2 separate regions of the Macaca mulatta genome follow, and region 1 is linked to region 2. Evidence: chromatin contacts called from public Hi-C data. All regions are on one chromosome and are shown on one strand. The core of a region is the stretch at or near the end of the contact, and the rest is flanking DNA. Distances in the headings are between cores, read along the strand shown.

Region 1 (6,103 bases), core at 1,307-3,806, 140 kb after region 2:
GAAGTTTTAAAATTATTACTGTGGAAACCAATGTCTAAGAGCTTCAATTCCTCTAAAACAGGAAACAGGGTCACCTGATGAGGGGTATGGGATTAAAGACAGCTGTGAAGGTGTAAAATAACTGCCATGGTAATTAGAGAAGGAAATGGACCAGGAACCCATAAAGGTGCGTGCTGGTGTGAGGACTAGGTCAAGGTTGGAGGCCTTGAATATTTAGTGGCATTCATTACACAACTGTTTTTCTCTAGCAGAAATAGCAAAGACAGAATAAGTGGAATGATACAAAAAGATGGCCAAGGGTGGCAAGAAAATGGGGTGATGGAATGATATGCTATTCAGGCTGCTGAATACAGAAGTAAATTACACAAAGTTGGGGGGCGGGGGAGGCAATAATGAGAAAAGAACGGAGAGGCTGGAATTAGAAATCACAGAATGGGCCGGGCGCGGTGGCTCAAGCCTGTAATCCCAGCACTTTGGGAGGCCGAGGCGGGCGGATCTCGAGGTCAGGAGATCGAGACCGTCCTGGCTAACACGGTGAAACCCCCGTCTCTACTAAAAAATACAAAAAACTAGCCGGGCGAGGTGGCGGGTGCCTGTAGTCCCAGCTACTCGGGAGGCTGAGGCAGGAGAATGGCGGGAACCCGGGAGGCGGAGCTTGCAGTGAGCTGAGATCCGGCCACTGCACTCCAGCCTGGGCGACAGAGTGAGACTCCGTCTCAAAAAAAAAAAAAAAAAAAAAAAAAAAAGAAAGAAATCACGGATTGTACTCAATGAGACCAATGTGGGGCAGATGATGGAAAGCTGGAATTAGGAGATTCTAGACAAGCAGTGAAACATTAAGGTAGCATTAAGGAAGTCCCGAAGATTTCGTTTTATCCTTTTTATCATAACCATTGCCATCTACTTCCCCCTTCAGTTTTTCTTCCTCAGATTTGGCTGTATTGCAGAATACGGTCCCCAACTTTCTCCCTTCCCGATTGCCCGTAAGACAAGCACACAGACCTTGGTTCAAAGGTTTTACTGCTCATCCTGAGAAGACTGTACAAACTAAGAAAGTAACAACCTGGGGAAATGGCTGAAGTTCCAAGACTCCAGACTTCTTACAGGTTTCATCTCTCTTCTGTGGCCACTAACTTCTCAAGGAGGCAGTGCCCAAAAGCCCTGTGGTTTTTTGATCCGTTGTACTTCGACAGCTTCTCCTTTCCCTAGATCCAGCAGAATTCTAGACATATAAGACATAGTTCACAAAACAACAGTTATGAACCAACAAATACTTGGTTCACGGTTATAAGCCATTGAAGTCAGTCAGACTTAAGGACAACTAGACAGAGCTCCCATTTTCTGTCATCTGGGCAGGAACCAATCTCCTTTTGTATCAAATGGCCTTCTGGTACATTCTGGAATCTTGCTTCCTCATCTATTTAGTGAGGCTAATACCGCTTACTTGTAGTTTTGTTGTAAACTAAGATAAAGCCTGACATATTACTCATTTTAAAATTGTACACACAGACCCTGCTTTAACCAGATGCCTGCAAATACTCAGGTTTTCCTTCTACATATAGAAGACAACTTATCAGCTGCCAGGGCTGAAGCCAGCAGATATGGCTAAATGACAGAACAAAGGATTATGCCAATAAAGTATGCAAAGCTTCCTTGCCCAGAATATAAATCAAACAGAGTAAAAAGCGAGTATATTGGCTCCAGGAAAAGGAGCAAGGACAGCCAGTTTTCAGGCGACCTCGAATTCTCTCCGTTTAGGATTCACCAACCCTAAGGTCCACTGGGTCCTTCAATCTGAGGGTCCATCCAGGGCCTTCCCTCCTGGGGTTGGAGATGGCTAGCTGCCTGATGGAGAGACCCCAGGCTGCTCAGCAGCAACGCCTGGCACAGCCGAGACAGCCTCGTAGTCTGCGATGCGGCGCTGTACCAGGGCAGGCATGAGCTGCACGTAAGCGGCCATGAGGCGGTGGTTGGAATGGATCAGCTTCCCAGCACAGCTGTGCAGACAGGCCTCCTAGAAGGAAGATAGGGTTTAAGCGGAGGACAAAGGTGTCCTGTCGGGCCCGCCTCCTTCCTTCCCCATGCACAGCCTAGGGGTGAGGGTCTGGGAAGGCCAGGACCAGAGGTAGGGGAAGTGGGGTGAGGAGGGAAGCAGTCTACCGCTAAACTCTGTTTGCAGCGTAACCTCCTTACACAGTTCCCCACCTCCTCAGCGTCCAGAGCTCGGTGGTGCAAGCTGGGCACACAACGCTGGAAGCAGAGTTCTGTCATCCGATTGTAGACCAACAGGAAGTCACGCAGCTGGGAGAAAACCGGGACCACGAACTCAGCGATATGTGCCCCACACTTCTACTCAAGGTCGCGCAGCCCAAAGTTTCCCAGGCCCGCGCACCATAACCCGAAGTTTCCAGCCCTCAGATCCCTGGCTCTATGGGGTTTCCGCGATGTGTGCAGGAATGCGAGCTGAACGTCTGGCCCCGAAACGACTTAGTTCTCACTCACGTTTCTCAGTTGCTGTTGCTGCTGCTGCTGCTCCATCACGCCACCGGCGCATGCTCTACGCCACTTCCTTTTCAGCTTCTCGGTGCCGCCCCGGAAGTAACCTCTCGCTGCTCTCGAGAACCAAGCTAGAGTATCGCCCTGCCCCGGCTTCGACGTCACTTCCGCCCTTATAATCTGCGACGTGGCCGGCTTCTTCTGCCCGGAGAGGACGTCACTTCCGCCGAGTCCCTGACCTGCTGCTAGGATCGCGACGGGAACTGGAGCCCGAGGTCCCCGCGCGGCCCGGGCCTGGCGCCCTGAGGGGAAGAGCGGCCCGGCCCGAGGTGAGAGGGACATGCTTGGGCGACGGGAAGTTGAACGCACAAACCTGTCCAGAGGGCAAGATGCCCCGAGCCCTGGGGAAGAATGAGGACACACCTGATGTCCAGGTGTATGGGGGTGGGGGCGGGGACTCACATACCTGGGAGACTGACTGTGGAAGGGATCACCGATATCCTGGTAAAGACAGGCTTTTGCCAGAGACTGGGAACATACACCAACTGATCTAACTAAGGCCTGGTGGGGAGGGCCCAAGGAAGAGGAGTTGTATGAGACGTAGGAGGGGAGACCCCCTGAAGGAAGGGGGAAGAAACACTAAAGGAGTGAGAAAGGCCAAGCAATGGAGAACAAACCTGAATGGGGGGTGAAGACCTGAGCCCTGGAAAGGGTCCATCTCCTGCTCAGCATAAACACGCCTGCATGGAGATAAGTTCTAAGAGAGCTACTTTCCCTCTTCACTGTTGTATTTTCATTGTCACAAATAGTACCTGACACAGAGTAGGCACTCACTAAATGTCTGCTGAATGACTGAATGAGTGTAGAATAATCACCAGAGGCCTGGTGAGGTTGGGGGCTTGTGAGAAGACACCGTGCTTTGGTGTGCCTGTGTACAAATGTGCATTTTGGAGGGGAGAAATACATATACCTGAAGAAAGGAATGATGACCAAACGCTGGGACACTCAAACCCTGGGACAGCCTTTAAAGAAATGACAGAGGAGGCTTCCTTCTTCTAGAGTGCTGGCCAGTGCCCAGAACTTCTGTGTTGGGCTTTGCAGGGTGCTGGGGTGGAGAGTTTTACTCCAATACCTTTCCTAGCCATGACGGACGGGATCCTAGGGAAGGCAGCCACAATGGAGATCCCTATCCACGGGAACGGTGAAGCCAGGCAGCTTCCTGAAGATGATGGGCTGGAGCAGGTGCTTCTGTTTGATTCTTCTAATTGTTTCAATTTAGGAATCCAATTTATAAATCCTGGGTTCTCACCCTCCATTCCAGTAGCCTTCCCCTGAACTTATCTGACTCCCTTAATTTTACATATCATTTTGATTCTGTGCAGACTTCCCTTGTGTAGTGTCTTTATGATGCTTGAATCCAAACTTGTTCCCACCTCCAAAATGCTTCTGCAGTCCCTATGTTCCTGAAGCAACCCCTCTTCTCTGGCCTATAGGACCTCCAGCAAGTGATGGTGTCAGGACCCAACCTCAATGAAACCAGCATTGTGTCTGGTGGCTATGGGGGCTCTGGTGATGGACTCATCCCCACAGGTATGAACAGAAACAGGAAGCTTGGGTGGAGGAGGGGACAGGAATGGTTTGGGGAAGCATAGGATATGTCTAGGAAAGCTTGAATAATGTCTGGAGATCTTAGGAACTTCTGCTTGTAGGAATCCCATGGACTCTCCTCAGCCCAAAAGCAACTCCCAGCATTGTCCATCCATTTCCCTTTTGCCACTTGGCCCCTGAAATGGCTCATTCGTCCTTTCCCTGCCACCACCTGAGTCAAGTTAAGACCTACTTCACAGGAATGCCCCCGCTCTACAGCTTGAGGCTGAGTTGGAACTTTGTGAGGCTTTTCAGAATTTTTAGATTCTAAAGTTTAGAGGAACAAACAGCCCTGAATCTCACACTAAGATTCCACATGGGAATGCAACCAGGTTTCTTGTTATCATGACCCACCATCCTTGACTCCTGCTGCCCCCAAACTCAGTGTATTTTCTTCTGTTTCCTCTGCCCCTATACACCAACAACTCCCTGCAAACCCCTCCTCTGGCCTCCAAGGAGGCCATATGTATATCAGGATTTGGTTATCACTGTGCAAGGTCCGAGTTCCTCCTAGTAAACAGGAGAATCCAGTTGTCTCTAGCATCTCCTTCAGGGAAGTCAATTTCATGTGCTGGGAGAGAAGCATGGGTGGGGCCACAGAGGTGTCTGGTGTATCTGAGAGAGGCTGGTGTCAGAGAACTTGATCCTTTAGGGTCTGGCCGCCATCCATCTCACAGCACCACTCCTGCTGGCCCTGGAGATGAGGTGGCTCGGGGCATTGCTGGAGAAAAGTTTGACATCGTCAAGAAATGGGGCATCAACACCTATAAGGTAGGATTTGAGCACCTCTCACTTCCCCAAAACTCGTTATGGGTACCTTTTTCCCCTTTCCTCATGATCGTAATATCCCATCTGTGGCTGAGAGTAGGAGCCTGGGTGGCGTTGGGGTAGATACCTGTTGTGTCGGGAGGCTATTAGGGTCTCTGATCTATTGCCCCGTTTCCCAATCAGTGCACAAAGCAACTGTTATCAGAACGATTTGGTCGAGGCTCACGGACTGTGGACCTGGAGCTAGAGCTGCAGATTGAGTTGCTGCGTGAGACGAAGCGCAAGTATGAGAGTGTCCTGCAGCTGGGCCGGGCACTGACAGCCCACCTCTACAGCCTGCTGCAGACCCAGCATGCACTAGGTGATGCCTTTGCTGACCTCAGCCAGAAGTCCCCAGAGCTTCAGGTGCCTCACCCAGACCAAAGAGGGTGGGGGAACTGGGCATGGGCCCTCCCAGGCAGTCATTCGTCATCCTCCCTCCCTCCTGCAGCCCACAGGGAGAACCCCTTCAGGGTGGGCCCAGCCCTACCCCCAGCAGCACTCACCTGTGGAGGCAGCCTAAGGGTTTGTACAGAGGTCCAGAAGTTGGAGGGGGTGGGGGAGGGGGCACACTAGGTGCTTCACAAATAACCCCTCTCTGCATTGGGGAGAATGCCTTCAGTGCTCAGCCTAATCAGAGCCCCTGCCCTGCTTGCCACACTAGCTCTTAGACTGTTCCAGTCTTGTGAACTTATCCAAGAATGCCCACCACCCACATTCCTACCCCAGGTATCCCCAGGGTGACCCCACTGACTTTTTAGCTAACAGAGCTTTGCTGGAGGCAGTCCTTGGTTCTTCCAGTTTTGCTGGCTGTTTCCTCCCCAGGGAGGAGGGGAATGAAGGGCTCTACAGCTCCAGTCAGGTAGGTAGTAGTATTCAAGGTCTGTTCCTCCCTTCTGCCCTCAGGAGGAGTTTGGCTACAATGCAGAAACACAGAAACTGCTATGCAAGAATGGGGAAACACTGCTAGGAGCTGTGAACTTCTTTGTCTCTAGCATCAACACACTGGTCACCAAGACCATGGAAGACACGCTCATGACTGTGAAACAGTATGAGGCTGCCAGGTGTGGGCACTGGCAGGGCTTAGGGTTTGGGGAGTTGGCTGGCATGGGTTGAAATTTGGGCATTAGGGACATAAGAATTCAGGAAGGAA
Region 2 (5,951 bases), core at 3,365-5,864:
AGTGCTGGACCAGGCCCCCAGGCACTGGGCTGCCTGGTGTTGCTTGAACCTCTAGACTTTGAAAGCCTGACACAGTACAATCTAACAGTGGCTGCAGCTGACCGTGGGCAGCCACCCCAAAGTTCAGTCGTGCCAGTCACTGTCACTGTACTAGATGTCAATGACAACCCACCTGTCTTTACCCGAGCATCCTACCGTGTGGCAGTACCTGAGGACACACCTGTTGGAGCTGAGCTGCTGCATGTAGAGGCCTCTGACGCTGACCCTGGCCCTCACGGCCTCGTGCGTTTCACTGTCAGCTCAGGCGACCCATCAGGGCTCTTTGAACTGGATGAGAGCTCAGGCACCTTGCGACTGGCCCATGCCCTGGACTGTGAGACCCAGGCTCGACATCAGCTTGTAGTACAGGCTGCTGACCCTGCTGGTGCACACTTTGCTTTGGCACCAGTGACAATTGAGGTCCAGGATGTGAATGATCATGGCCCAGCCTTCCCACTGAACTTACTCAGCACCAGCCTGGCCGAGAATCAGCCTCCAGGCACTCTCGTAACCACTCTGCATGCAATCGACGGGGATGCTGGGGCTTTTGGGAAGCTCCGTTACAGCCTGTTGGAGGCTGGGCCAGGGCCTGAGGGCCGTGAGGCATTTGCACTGAACAGCTCAACAGGGGAGTTGCGTGCACGAGTGGCCTTTGACTACGAGCACACAGAAAGCTTCCGGCTGCTGGTGGGTGCTGCCGATGCTGGGAATCTCTCAGCCTCTGTCACTGTGTCGGTGCTGGTGACTGGAGAGGATGAGTATGACCCGGTATTTCTGGCACCAGCTTTCCACTTCCAAGTGCCCGAAGGTGCCCGGCGTGGCCACAGCTTGGGTCATGTGCAGGCCACAGACGAGGATGGGGGTGCTGATGGCCTGGTTCTGTATTCCCTTGCCACCTCTTCACCCTATTTTGGTATTAACCAGACTACAGGTGCCCTGTACCTGCGGGTGGACAGTCGAGCACCAGGCAGTGGAACAGCCACCACTGGGGGTGGGGGCCGGACCCGGCGGGAAGCACCACGGGAGCTGAGGCTGGAGGTGATAGCACGGGGGCCTCTGCCTGGTTCCCGGAGTGCCACAGTGCCTGTGACTGTGGATATCACCCACACCGCACTGGGCCTGGCACCTGACCTCAACCTGCTATTAGTAGGGGCTGTAGCAGCCTCCTTGGGAGTTGTGGTGGTGCTTGCACTGGCAGCCCTTGTCCTAGGACTTGTTCGGGCCCGTGGCCGCAAGGCTGAGGCAGCCCCTGGCCCAATGTCACAGGCAGCACCCCTAGCCAGTGGCTCACTGCAGAAAGTGGGCCGGGAGCCACCTAGTCCACCACCCTCTGAGCACCTCTATCACCAGACTCTTCCCAGCTATGGTGGGCCAGGAGCTGGAGGACCCTACCCCCGTGGTGGCTCCTTGGACCCTTCACATTCAAGTGGCCGAGGCTCAGCAGAGGCTGCAGAGGATGATGAGATCCGCATGATCAATGAGTTCCCCCGTGTGGCCAGTGTGGCCTCCTCTCTGGCTGCCCGTGGCCCTGACTCAGGCATCCAGCAGGATGCAGATGGACTGAGTGACACATCCTGTGAGCCACCTGCCCCTGACACCTGGTATAAGGGCCGAAAGGCAGGGCTGCTGCTGCCAGGTGCAGGAGCCACTCTCTACCGAGAGGAGGGGCCCCCAGCCACTGCCACAGCCTTCCTGGGGGGCTGTGGCCTGAGCCCTGCACCCACTGGGGACTATGGCTTCCCAGCAGATGGCAAGCCATGTGTGGCAGGTGCACTGACAGCCATTGTGGCCGGCGAGGAGGAGCTCCGTGGCAGCTATAACTGGGACTACCTGCTGAGCTGGTGCCCTCAGTTCCAACCACTGGCCAGTGTCTTCACAGAGATCGCTCGGCTCAAGGATGAAGCTCGGCCATGTCCCCCAGCTCCCCGTATCGACCCACCACCCCTCATCACTGCCGTGGCCCACCCAGGAGCCAAGTCTGTGCCCCCCAAGCCAGCAAACACAGCTGCAGCCCGGGCCATCTTCCCACCAGCTCCGCACCGCTCGCCCATCAGCCATGAAGGCTCCCTGTCCTCAGCTGCCATGTCCCCCAGCTTCTCACCCTCTCTGTCTCCTCTGGCTGCTCGCTCACCCGTTGTCTCACCATTTGGGGTGGCCCAGGGTCCCTCAGCCTCAGCACTCAGCACAGAGTCTGGCCTGGAGCCACCTGATGACACGGAGCTGCACATCTAGCTGTGGCCCAGGCTGGGCCCCGACCTGGGATGCGCATAGTGTCCCCAATGCAGGTCCCACTCTGAGCCTGCCCTGGGCAGCCTCGTACTATGACTGGCTACGGGGAGGCCACCACCAGGCCCCAGCTCTCCACCCTGAACTCCCCAGCCCCCTCAGAGCACTAGGACCATAGAAGTCCTGTTGGTCACTGACCTGTGACCAGATCCAATGTGGGGAGAAATATGAAGGAGGTAGCAGCCCTGGGTTCTCAGTGAGGGCTCCCTGCCCTGCACCAGCACCCTGAGATGGAGCTGAGACTTTATTTATTGGGGGTAGGGGGATGGAGGAGGTCCCTCCAACATGTTTGGACCCAGCTCCTTTGGGTTCCACTGACGCCCCTGCCCCTGCCCCTGCCCAGAACCAAGTGCCAATTCTCACTCTGGAGCCTTAATAAACTGCAATTTGTATCCAGTCTCCAGCTTTGTTCTATAGGGATGACTGGAAGACACCTGGCAGAGTATTGTGGATACCTCAGGAGGCACAGAGGGGTGGTGGGGTGGGGATGGCACTGGGAGCTCAGGAGCCTAGCCTGAGGCTGATGATCACATCTCTCTGCAGCTAATCTTTTCCTTCTAATATGGGCAAGAGGCCAGCAGGGCCTTGAGAGGGATCAGTTGGGTGTGAAAGGGGATCTTGGGGATGACCAGCTCTAGGCCCGAAATTCTTTTTTTAAAATAAGTCGGGGTGGGTACAAGAGCAGTCAAGGGGTTTATTTGTTTTTCTTGGGGCCACTAAATATCCACATTGTAATAATAGCTCAATTTGTTGAGCCTTTGTCATGTCAGGCTTTCTGCAGGTGGCTGTCTTGCTTCATCTCAGTGTAAATTTTCACAGTCATACAAAGGGATTTGGGAACCACTGGTGTAGACCATTCTTTGGGGGAGCCAGGCTGTGAGGGAAAGGCGATTGGCCAATATTTGAGAAGTTCATGGGACTGAGGAAATTAGAAAAAAAAAATAAAGTGGTCAAAGAGAAATGTTTCTGAGCATGATGCTAGTAAATACAGCTCTAGGATCCAAGCTTAGTGGGAAACTGGAGGGATCAATGGACAGGAGGAAGTCAGATTAATAGGAGTAAGGAAAAACAATAGCTTGAAAAAACAGAAGGTTATAGTCTAAGAAAGGATTCTATAATTATAATTTCAAAGGTAGAGCAGTTTTGAGAGATAGCAAGCCCAAGTGTAGCCATGGGACTGGTTTGCTTCAGTGAAGTGAAGGTAATGCTCCTTGGGTTTAATGAGATGAAGAAATGGAAGGTTAGGGTGTTGAATGGGTCTTTTACCTAGATAATTTGATCATCTAGGTCAAATGATCGCAGGAATTGGGATGGAGAGAAAAGTGAAGTGCCGTAATCTTCAGCGTGGGAATATGATCTATAGGTTATGGATGTCAGTGGCCTGTAGGAAAACAGCAAGAGTAGAGGGATCTATCTAAAAAGTATTGAGGTCAGAACAAGGGATTTTACATGAGTATAGGATTAATGGTTTTAGAAGTTAAAATGACACTGCTGACACCATCTTCCATATGGATTTTTTGGGGAAAAAAATACTTAAGAAGACTGGAAGGGAACTGAATCCTCAGGGTTTTAACTCTCATTGAAAATCTTCTTGTAATGACCCCAATTCGAAGCAGTAAACTCAGACCTTGTGGGCTTTGAGTTACCATTAGAAAGAAGCAAAGGTCTGTTTCCATTTTAGTCACCTGAGCCCACTAAACAAGATGCAAGATTCCTCCGTGGCTCTTGGAACAAAGTTGATTTCCTTGAAAACCTTGGGACCCGTAATAAACAGGACCCCAGCTGATTTTAGATCTCCTGGGAAGCTACTTAAAACTGGAAACGGATTTGAATAAAAGGATCCTGATCTTGCAAAAGCTCTACTCTGTTCATAAATGTAGTCCTAAAATGAACACAAAATTGATAATATGGAGACATAGAGGATAAAGGAGGAAAAAATTTTTTCACTGCAATATTTTCAAGGCAGATCACTTTTATGTAAGTCTCCATATTGTAAATGCAGAAACCTAGGCTCTGAGAGGTTATTTTGCTGATATCATATAGCTAGGAAGAACCCCGGTCTGTGGGTCTCTAGAGCCTACTCACTTGTGGTGACTCCCAGGGGACCAAGCTCAGGCTGCAGGTGGGGAGCACTGGGCTTACTCAGCGCTTGACTGGCCAGAGGGGAGAATCCGAGTGGCGGCACCACCCTTGCCTAGCATTCAGGACCACCCACGCAAGGGAGGAGCCAGCACCGTCACTAGTTACTAGGCAGAGGGTTGGTGGTGGACTATAGGGTTCATGTGATCTGTCACATGACAGCAGATCTGCGGAAGGGCAGAATGGGACTCCAAGCCTGGTGAGAAATTGAGAGGGCTGGGGAGAAAGGGATCACGTTGGGGGGAGCATACATTGGGAGGGTGGGAACACAAGGACAATGTAGCTCCCACTGAAACCCACCTGCTGCCCTTACAGCCTCCTAGGGCTCTTTGCCCTCATCCTCTCTGGCAAATGCAGTTACAGCCCGGAGCCCGACCAGCGGAGAACGTGAGTTGACTTAGCACAGACCACCCCGTTCCCCATACCCTGTTCTGCCTCTCACTGTCCTGGTCCTAGCTTCTCTCACCCCCATGCCAGCTCCTAGTACACACTCCATAGTTTCATCTCTAGGTTCCTAGGCTCAGTCCCCTGTCATTCACCTCATGTGATCTGTATCTGCTCCTAGGATCCTACCCAAGGTCTCAGCTCCTAATCTGGAACCTTCCATGACCAATATTTTTCATCTCTACCCTAACCAAAGCCATGTCCCTGACCCCTGACCCTACAGGCTGCCCCCAGGCTGGGTGTCCTTGGGCCGTGCGGACCCTGAGGAAGAGCTGAGTCTCACCTTTGCCTTGAGACAGCAGAACCTGGAAAGACTCTCGGAGCTGGTGCAGGCTGTGTCGGATCCCAACTCTCCTCAATACGGTGCCTTTTGGGACTGAGGACAGGATGTGGGATGCAGTGGAGGGACACAGGGCTGGGTTGGGCATGGGATGGTGATCATGTCAGGGCCTGACAAGACACTTGTGTTCCTCAGGCTAGAAACCTAAAAGGGGATGTGGTTCAGCATATAGGCTTTATGATCAAACATGAACTCAAATTCTGACTCTGCTACTTACTAGCTACCAGGCAAACGGGAAAATAGCATCTAGTACAACTTAAGTTCCTTCCCCTACCCTTGAATCCATTCTAATTTCTTCTGTTCACATACTAAGGCTGCCAGTTCTAACTCCCAAAGAGCCTTTGGATTAGTTTACTTCTTGCTGTCCTTTGTTACTACCAACTCATTTATTCCCACTCCTGGACTACTGCCCAGCTCCCCAGCTGATCTGCAGTCTCCTCCCTCCACCCCACCCCTCACTGTACTCCCCCACTCTGCTTCAAAAGTCTCTCCAACAGTCAGAATGGATTGGTTCCTTCTCCTGGTTAAAGCCCTTCACAGCAGGGGGAGTGTGCACATGTGAACTGCAGAGGCTGGGGACAGGGCAGTGTGACACTAGTATGCATGGCAGGAAACAGTGACTCACCATCGTGTTAAGCTTAAAATCAACAAGTATGCAAATTTGAGCTAAACTGGATAACTAGTGCCAAGAGATTTGAAAACA

The links. Hi-C and Micro-C count contacts between places; a contact is called where the count stands out from the background.
Region 1: a contact with region 2 is called in a Hi-C map of CD4 T cells, with 2.8 times the contacts expected there. The contact joins the promoter of TIMM10B here to the promoter of TPP1 in region 2. A contact is called at or near these places in 4 of 14 Hi-C or Micro-C datasets (CD4 T cells, blood, fetal cortex germinal zone and 1 more).

Annotation. Positions count from the first base shown.
Region 1 is chr14:59,302,069-59,308,171 of T2T-MMU8v2.0, forward strand. It overlaps TIMM10B (translocase of inner mitochondrial membrane 10B), which reads right to left and starts at 2,557. Exons shown (of 4, transcript XR_013404052.1): 1 at 2,393-2,557; 2 at 2,206-2,301; 3 at 1,770-2,014; 4 at 1,004-1,222. ARFIP2 (ADP ribosylation factor interacting protein 2) reads left to right here and starts at 2,716. Exons shown (of 8, transcript XM_015114974.3): 1 at 2,716-2,825; 2 at 3,638-3,738; 3 at 3,990-4,086; 4 at 4,796-4,914; 5 at 5,095-5,316; 6 at 5,857-6,014. The coding sequence starts at 3,640.
Region 2 is chr14:59,160,308-59,166,258 of T2T-MMU8v2.0, forward strand. It overlaps TPP1 (tripeptidyl peptidase 1), which reads left to right and starts at 4,615. Exons shown (of 13, transcript XM_001108748.5): 1 at 4,615-4,663; 2 at 4,780-4,851; 3 at 5,132-5,271. The coding sequence starts at 4,620. DCHS1 (dachsous cadherin-related 1) reads left to right here. Exons shown (of 22, transcript XM_077963587.1): 22 at 1-2,721. The coding sequence ends at 2,271.